Linked DNA regions of Sus scrofa: region 1 is linked to region 2. Evidence: chromatin contacts called from public Hi-C data. All regions are on one chromosome and are shown on one strand. The core of a region is the stretch at or near the end of the contact, and the rest is flanking DNA. Distances in the headings are between cores, read along the strand shown. Region 1 has its middle 13 kb from the start of DNAH6. Region 2 has its middle 6.4 kb from the start of TRABD2A.

Region 1 (3,796 bases), core at 573-3,072, 330 kb after region 2:
CTGAATCATTTTCCCATGCAGAAGTTAACTTGCAAGTTAATTTCTTCAATAAAATAATCAAAGAATTATCTTATTGAATGAATACTTCAATAAAATAGTTTTTAAAAAACTATCAACCATATAAATATAAAAGGTACCTCCTGTCTTATGACTGGTGGGGAAAGGCAGACTAAACTTTTGAGAACTATTTAAATAACTAATGATAATCATCCGAGTTATTTTCTTAGACAATTTTCTTTTCATGTCTAAGAACAGAGTACCCAATTTATATTCATGAAACTGAGTATAAAAGTGGGCTGGAGTCTTTAGAGTGTGTGTCAATTAACATAGAGAAGAAACGGAACCCCTTAAAAAGATAGCTTTGACCCATACAAACATCCCACGGGGTCATGATGTCCTAGAGCAGGGGTCTCTGTCCCCAGAGATTTCACTTTTCTCTCTTTTCTGCTTTCCTCATAGACAGGGACTTAGTGCCAGGCCCAGAGTGTCATCAGAAACTCAGCCACAGGCTGTCAGTGTTGATGTAGTTCTCCTGCTGACCTAGGAAAGGGGCCCAGTCCTTACCCTCTGGCTGCTTCTTCCACTGGACCCAAATCACATTTGTGGAAGTCTAGCAGGATTTTGGAGTTCTCATCGTGGCTCAGCAGTGACAAACCTGACTAGTACCCTTGAGGATGCGGGTTGGATATCTGGCCCCACTCGTGGGTCAGGGATCCAGAGTTGCCCTGAGCTGTGATGTAGGTCGTAGATGTGGCTCAGATCCCATGCTGCTGTGGCCATGGCGTAGGCCAGCAACTGCAGCTCCGATTCAACCCCCTTAAGCCTGGGAACTTCCATATGCCACAAGTGTAGTCTTTAAAAAATTTAAAAAAAAAAAAAGAAGAAAAAGAAAGTCTATCAAGGTTTCATCAAGGGCAGGCCCTGAATGCCCCTAATTCATAGCCAACATCATTAGCTTCATTCGTTGAGTGTCTCCAAGAGCTTTGGATGTAGCAGCAAATCTTTCCTATGTTGTCTGTGGCTTTCATGCAGGAAATAAACTTGGGTTCTGTGTCCTTCATCTAAATATCAGAGGCTATGGCTCATTGGCTCTGCAAGAATTACTTTTTGTCATCCACAGATACAACAGGAAGTGTGGGTACAAGGCACTGAATAACACTGCAGTTTCTCAAGCAGTCAAGGATAAGTCGGGTTTTCTTATTCATTCATTTTCCAGCCCATGCCACTTATACCTGGTGTGCTGGAGTTCCAAGCATTCAGATAAGATCAGATCCTACATTTACATGGCACTCTCTATTATTGTTCACATTTAACAAAACCGTTCTGGACATGGAGTTCCTACTGTGGTGTAATGGGATGAGAATCCAACTGCCACAGCTTGGGTCACTGCAGAGGCACAGGTTCCATTCCGGGTCTGGCACAGTGGGTTACGGGATCTAGCATTGCCACAACTGCGGCTTGGATTCAGTCCCTGGCCTGGGAATTTCCATATGCTGAGGGTTCAGCCATAAAACAAACAAACAAACAGAAACAACAATAAAAATAAGTAAATAAATAAAATAAAAACAGTTCTGGACAATAGGAGGGGCAGCAATGCATGTTGCCATTTAATGGACACAAAAAATACGTTGTACCTTTGAAAGTCTTAATCAGTACCGGGACCCAAATCCCAGGATTCGTGACTCCCAGACCATATCCATGACTTCTGTCCTTGGTGATGGAGTAATAAAGAAAGAGAAGTAAAAACCTGGGAGACACTAAATATCAGACCTGTGGCCTGGCTGTTCTTTGTCTCCCCCTGCTGGAGGCCTTTCATGGTCAGAAATCCTCCTTTGCTCACCTTGACAGCTCACCTCTAAGGAAGGGTTTGGTCCACAGGCAACCCTGAATCAATATTTGTTGAGTGAACGGCTCTAATCATTAAATTCCTTCCTAACCACTGAATCCAGGGAACACTCAGATAGTTCTGCAGAACGGATGTCCTTTGGCATCTTGGTTTCTTGTCTCCTAGATGTTTTTTTCTTCTATTTCCTTTGCAGTGAAAGGAGATGCCTCCTTTCCTGCCATGGGAAAGGCAAACAGCCTTGCAAATCTGGAAGATAACCGAGTCTGTAAGGAGGCAGGCTAGTTAGCTATTAACCCACAGACAAGGTAATTCAGCTCCTTATCAAGCTCTAGGCACCTACCTTTGGAGGCCCTTTCCTGATTCTCTCCAGCCCCTAGTGGAAAAGCAGATTAAGACCTTGGGCAATCACAGGGTGCATGTGCCCTCCTGCCTCTCCCCCAGCTGTATCTAGTGGCAGCAGGTCAGAATAAACAGCAGGCAGTTTGAGGTGGAGAAAGCCACAGATTGGCAGACAGTCTGCAGGCTAAAGGTGAGTGACACCACTAAAGGGCAGCCTGAAGAGTTGATGATGGGGGTGGGAGAGGGTTAAAGGACCTTTTACATGTTCCTAGAATTTCAAATTTATTTTGGCACCATTGAAGCCATAGTTCTCACGGATGGCCCTTCAAGCCGTGGGGATCGTTAGCTCAGGTCCACATGCCTGACGCACAGTGAGGCCAAACAAACCAAAATGTTGGAGGTTGGCACAGAGAAAAATTTATTGCAGGGTCATGCAAGGAGACGGTGGATCATGCCCCATCATATCCTGAACTCCCCGAACCAAAATTGCAAAACATTTTTAAAGGCAAGGTGAGGGAGGGGCATGGTTGGTTGTGGCAGACTTCTTGGTGAAGAAATTCTTTGTTCTTTTACGTGTCCACAGAGGTCAAGCCGCAATGTTCCTGTAAACCTCCGACAAGATATATGTTATACTTCAGAGAGGAGCTAAAGCAGAGGATATGGGGGAAGGGCCTTGCTTAGTTACAGGATCCTCATATTTTATAATTAAAGCCAAGGCACAGAAGTGTGGAAAATGTTAAGATATGTTTGAGCAATGTCAAGTAGATATGTGTAGGATAAGCTAATATCTCTAATTGGAGCTGAGGCAGAAAAAAGGTTTGGGATGAAGTCTCAGAAGTTTTCAGGGATAAGTGCTAACAATTAAGATAAAAATTTTCTACCTTATCTCACAAAATTGATATCCTTGTGCAAAGTCAGAGTTTTAACCTCTTTGAAAACTCAGTATCTCACAAGCATTTATCCTGTGGTGATTGAAGATTCTGGAATGTGAAGACTCATTTGTCTGTGAACCAGGAAGAAGGCCCTCAGCAAATATTGAATCCCCCAGTACCTTGATCTTGGACTTCTCAGCCTCCAGAACTGTGAGAAATAAATGTCTCTTGTTTATAAGCCACCCAGTCTATTGTGTTCTTTTGTAGCAGCCTGAATGGACTAAGACACCACCCTGCTTGAGCCAAACACCTGGGGGAAAAAAAAAAGGCCCCATCCCCACCCCTGTTAAAAAAGGCCAGGTGGGAAGCCTAAACTTCCATCCTTGCTCAAGATGTCACCTTTTCCCCCAAAGAACACCTGTGTGGAGCTAGCACTTTCATCCCTACTTATTAGTCATAAAGCCCTCTCCCAAAGTGGATCAGTTGGGGGCTACATGGGAATTTGGCTTCTACTGTAACCGAGCAGGAACGTTTAGGGCCTTCTCAGGGCAGGCCCTTCCCCCATTTATTCTTTTTTATTTTTTTAGCACTTCACCTGCTGTATATGGAGGTTCCCAGGCTAGGGGTTGAATCGGAGCTGTAGCCACCGGCCTACACCACAGCTCACAGCAACGCCGGATCATTAACCCACTGAGCAAGGGCAGGGACCGAACCCGCCACCTCATGGTTCCTAGTCGGA
Region 2 (4,129 bases), core at 699-3,198:
GGTGAGAGGGGACCCGGGCAAAGATTCTTCCTCCCTAAGTTTACTAGTGTTAGTCTGTGAGGCTGGGCCCCATATTGATCGTCATTCAGGTGGCCAAAAACCCTGCAATTCTGGGAAACAACAGACCTTTGGCAAGAAATGGAAGAAGCAGGGACAAATAGCCTCCCCCGCAGCTTAGTTATAAAAGTATCAGTTGCCAGATGCCAGGGCAGAAGTCGAAGTCTGGGGCACTTTTGGGGACCAGATGGGGGTCAAGGCAGATACAGCAGAGAGATGGTGGCTGGGGGTGCTGCCAGCATGTTGCATCTCTTGGAAGGGACCAGCCAGTTTGGGCCTAACAAACAAGTCAGAGTTACAAAAATAATAATCCCCAGGGATTCCTCGCACTGACTTTCTTCCCTGCACTCTCCTCCACATGGTTGGTTACTCGTGATGGTGAGAAACTACTCGCACGTCGTGAGGCGGAGGGTGCTATAGCTGTCAGGAAGAGTGGGGAGATTGTCAGGTTTTGATGTGCGAGGCATGCTCGCAACTGGACAAGCCACAGAGTGAGCTCTCAAAAGCATTTAGTCCAAAAAAAAAAAAAAAAATGGAGTTGCCTCGTGGCCCAGTGGGTTAAGGATCCAATATTGTCACTGTTGTGGCTCAAGTTCTGTCCCTGACTCGGGAACTCTCGCATGTTGTGGACACAGTAAAAAAAAAAAAAAAAAAAAAAAAAAAAAAAAAAAAATCATTAAAATTAAATAAATTATAAATAGGGGAGTTCCTGTTGTGGTGCAGAGGAAACATATCTGACTAGTATCCATGAGGATGTGGGTTCGATCCCTGGTGTCGCTCAGTGGGTTGGGGATCCAGTGTTGCTGTGTGTTGTGGTGTAGGTTGCAGACATGGCTGGGATCCTGAGTAGCTGTGGCTGGGGTCTAAGCTGGCAGTTGTAGCTCTAATTCGACCCCTAGCCTGGGAACTTCCATATCCCGCAGTGCAGCCCTAAAAAGAAAAAAAAAAAATTATAAATACGTACTTGGTATAAAAAAAAAAATTCAACAATACAGAAGCACGGAGAGTAAAAATAGAACTCCCGGAGTTCCCGTCGTGGCGCAGTGGTTAACGAATCCGACTAGGAACCATGAGGTTGCGGGTTTGGTCCCTGCCCTTGCTCAGTGGGTTGATGATCCGGCGTTGCCGTGAGCTGTGGTGTAGGTCGCAGATGCAGCTGTGTGTGTGTGCGCTTGCTTGCTGCGTTGCTGTGGCTCTGGCGTAGGCCGGTGGCTACAGCTCCAATTCAACCCTGGCCTGGGAACCTTCATATGCCGCGGGAGGGGCCCAAGAAATAGCAACAACAACAAGAACAACAACAAAAAAAGACAAAAGACAGAAAAAAAAAAAAAATACTCCCTTCCCAGAAGTCACCAGTTTGGGGAGTTCCTGTAGTGGCGCAGTGGTTAACGAATCCAACTAGGAACCATGAGGTTGCGGGTTCGATCCCTGCCCTTGCTCAGTGGGTTAACGATCCGGCGTTGCCGTGAGCTGTGGTGGAGGTTGCAGACACGGCTCGGATCCCGAGTTGCTGTGGCCCTGGCATAGGCTGGTGGTTACAGCTCCGATTTGACCCCTAGCCTGGGAACCTCCCATATGCCACGGCAGCGGCCCAAGAAATGGCAAAAAGACAAAAAAACAAACAAAATAAACAAATAAATAAATTTACTGGATCTTAAGTGAGAACCAAAGCTGCAAAAAAAAAAAAAAAAAAAAAAAAAAAGTCACCAGTTTGGTGAGTGTCGTTTCATTCTGGAACACAAAGATCTTCCTCATTTGTTCAAAAGGTCATATAACTTTTCATGACAAGGATTGTTTTGAGATTTTTCCATCCTTCTAATGTGTCAGCCAGCCCAGCCTGATGATTCCCAAACTACAGTGCGTGTGTGTGTGTGTGTGTGTGTGTGTGTGTGTGTGCGCTTGCTTGCTTGCTTGCTTGCACATATGTGTCAATATTTCCTTAGGACAGATTCCTACAGTGGAATTTCTAGGTCAAAGTGCATGCACATTTGAAATGGTGCCGAACTGCCTTACACAAAGGCTTTACATTCCTGCTGAATATTGCCACGCTTTCGCTTTTGCCAATTTAAGTGAAAAAATGTGCTTAGTTTTATTTTGCTTTACTGAGGGAACATTTTATGTTATCTTTCAAATTGTGGTAAAATATACATAACAAAATTGACCATTTTAATCATTTTTGAGTGCAGCCTTCTGTGAAGCTAAGTCTGTTCTTACTGACGTGCAACCATCACCACCATCCTTCACCCAAAAGTGATTTGCTTTTATTTGATTGGTTAGTGGAGGCTGTGCTTCCTCTTTAACTACGACTGTGTTTTTCTTTCTCTTTCTTTCCTCCCCCCCATGTTCTCCCTTCCCCCCTCCCTTCTTCTCTTTCTTTAGTCTCTTTATGATCTTTGCAGATTTTCTAACTGGCTTATGTCTTTTTTTCTCTCTTGCCTTTTTTTTTTAAGTTATGAGCTTTTACTGGTGATAACCCATATGGGAAAAGAATCTGAAAAAGAATGGGTGTGTGAATATGTCTAACAGAATCACTTTGTGGTGCAGCAGAAATTAATACAACATTGTAACTCAGCTATACTCCAATAAAACTTTATTTTTTTTAGGGATTTGTGTCATAATTTTATTTACAAACATATCTAGTATGTTGAGTTCAAGAATTTGATCCTTTTTTCAGCGACTGCACCTCTTCATATCTGCTACTCTTCATATCTGTCTCCTGGATTATTTTTTAAGCAATTGGTGTCTTACTATAAAGAAAGGTGCGGCAAATCCAGATCCAAAATTCAGAGTCATCCTGAACTTATAATAATAAGTTTAAAATAATAATAATTATTTTATAATATTATTTTATAATAATAAACCACTGGTTTTCCACTTAAAATGGCAAATTCTTCCCTCAACCCTCCTCATAGTGATGCCTATAGACCACAGACGTTGGGAACCTCTGGATACTCTGTCCTAACCTAGCACTGTTGGAAGCTCTGCAAAAGGCACAGAGACCAAAGTTCCAATAAAACTTTAAAAAATGAAAAAAAAGTCATGAGCTTTTCTATATGATGGCTGCCATCTATTTTCAGTTTGATCTAATTTGCTTGGCTCCTCCGGTGTTACAGTAGTCCTGCTCTTTACATCTTTACAAGACAAGCATTATTAGTCCCATTTTGCAGATGAAGAAGCTAAAGTTTACTGAGGTTACATGAGATGACTTAATTCGCTGAAGGACACAGGGATAATAAGTGGCAGAGAGGAGATGCAACTGCCTGTCTGTCTGGCTTTTTCACAGTTTTGGACCAAAGGGAATCTGCCTGAGGCAGCAAGACTCTGCTAAGGGTGGGGAAGACTAGCAGCGGGGGGGTGGGGGGTAGGGGGCTGGAAAGGCCAGGGAGGGTTCAAGATACCTCAGGGGGAGGCCAGGGTAAAGGAGTTTGGGGGGGATCTAGAGTAAGTGGCTGATTCTTACCATGGAGATGAAAGACAGGCTCTCCTCTTCCCCTACTGCTCTTGCTTCAAGAAGGACCATCCAAGTACCTTTTTTTCGTTTTTTCTTTTCTTTTCTTTTCTTTCTTTCTTTTTTTTTTTTTTTTTTTTTTTTTTTTTTTAGGGCCACACCCACAGCATGTGGAAGTTCCCAGCTGAGGGGTAGAATCAGAGCTATTGCTGCCTGCCTACACCACAGCCACAGCAACACTGGATCCTTAAGCCACTGATGGAGGCCAGGGATCCAATCTGCATCTTCATGGATATGGGTTCTTAACCCACTGAGCTGCAACGGGAACTCCATCAAAGCACATTTGAATTGGGGTGTCTGGTGGCTGCTGAGTAGAGGCCAAAGGGTGTGGTTTGGAGGCTTTTATAGGCACTGATTACAGGGAAGTTTCAATTTTTTTTTTTTTTTTTTTTTTTTTTTTTTTACTAAGTCCACACCTGCAGCATATGGAAGTTCCCAGGCTAGGGGTTGAATCCACAGCAACCTGGGGCATATCTGTGGCCTACATAGCAGCTCGAGGCCCTACCAGATCCTTAACCCACTGAGCTAGGCCAGGGATCCAACCCACATCTCATGGATACTAGT

The links. Hi-C and Micro-C count contacts between places; a contact is called where the count stands out from the background.
Region 1: a contact with region 2 is called in a Hi-C map of liver, with 8 times the contacts expected there. The contact joins two enhancer-like sites. A contact is called at or near these places in 3 of 5 promoter capture datasets (fetal liver, fetal skeletal muscle and liver), 4 of 47 Hi-C or Micro-C datasets (embryonic fibroblasts and liver) and 1 of 2 datasets of contacts at active chromatin or transcription factors (alveolar macrophages).

Annotation. Positions count from the first base shown.
Region 1 is chr3:60,125,314-60,129,109 of Sscrofa11.1, forward strand. No RefSeq gene overlaps it. Among named protein-coding and RNA genes, the nearest start is that of DNAH6, 13 kb to the left of the region's middle. Within about 2 kb of position 1,823, at least 10 of the 83 cell types and tissues checked have an H3K27ac peak or open chromatin away from gene starts, as enhancers often do. A contact at or near this core is called in fetal liver and liver, where this site is marked.
Region 2 is chr3:59,797,988-59,802,116 of Sscrofa11.1, forward strand. No RefSeq gene overlaps it. Among named protein-coding and RNA genes, the nearest start is that of TRABD2A, 6.4 kb to the right of the region's middle. Within about 2 kb of position 1,949, at least 24 of the 83 cell types and tissues checked have an H3K27ac peak or open chromatin away from gene starts, as enhancers often do. A contact at or near this core is called in fetal liver and liver, where this site is marked.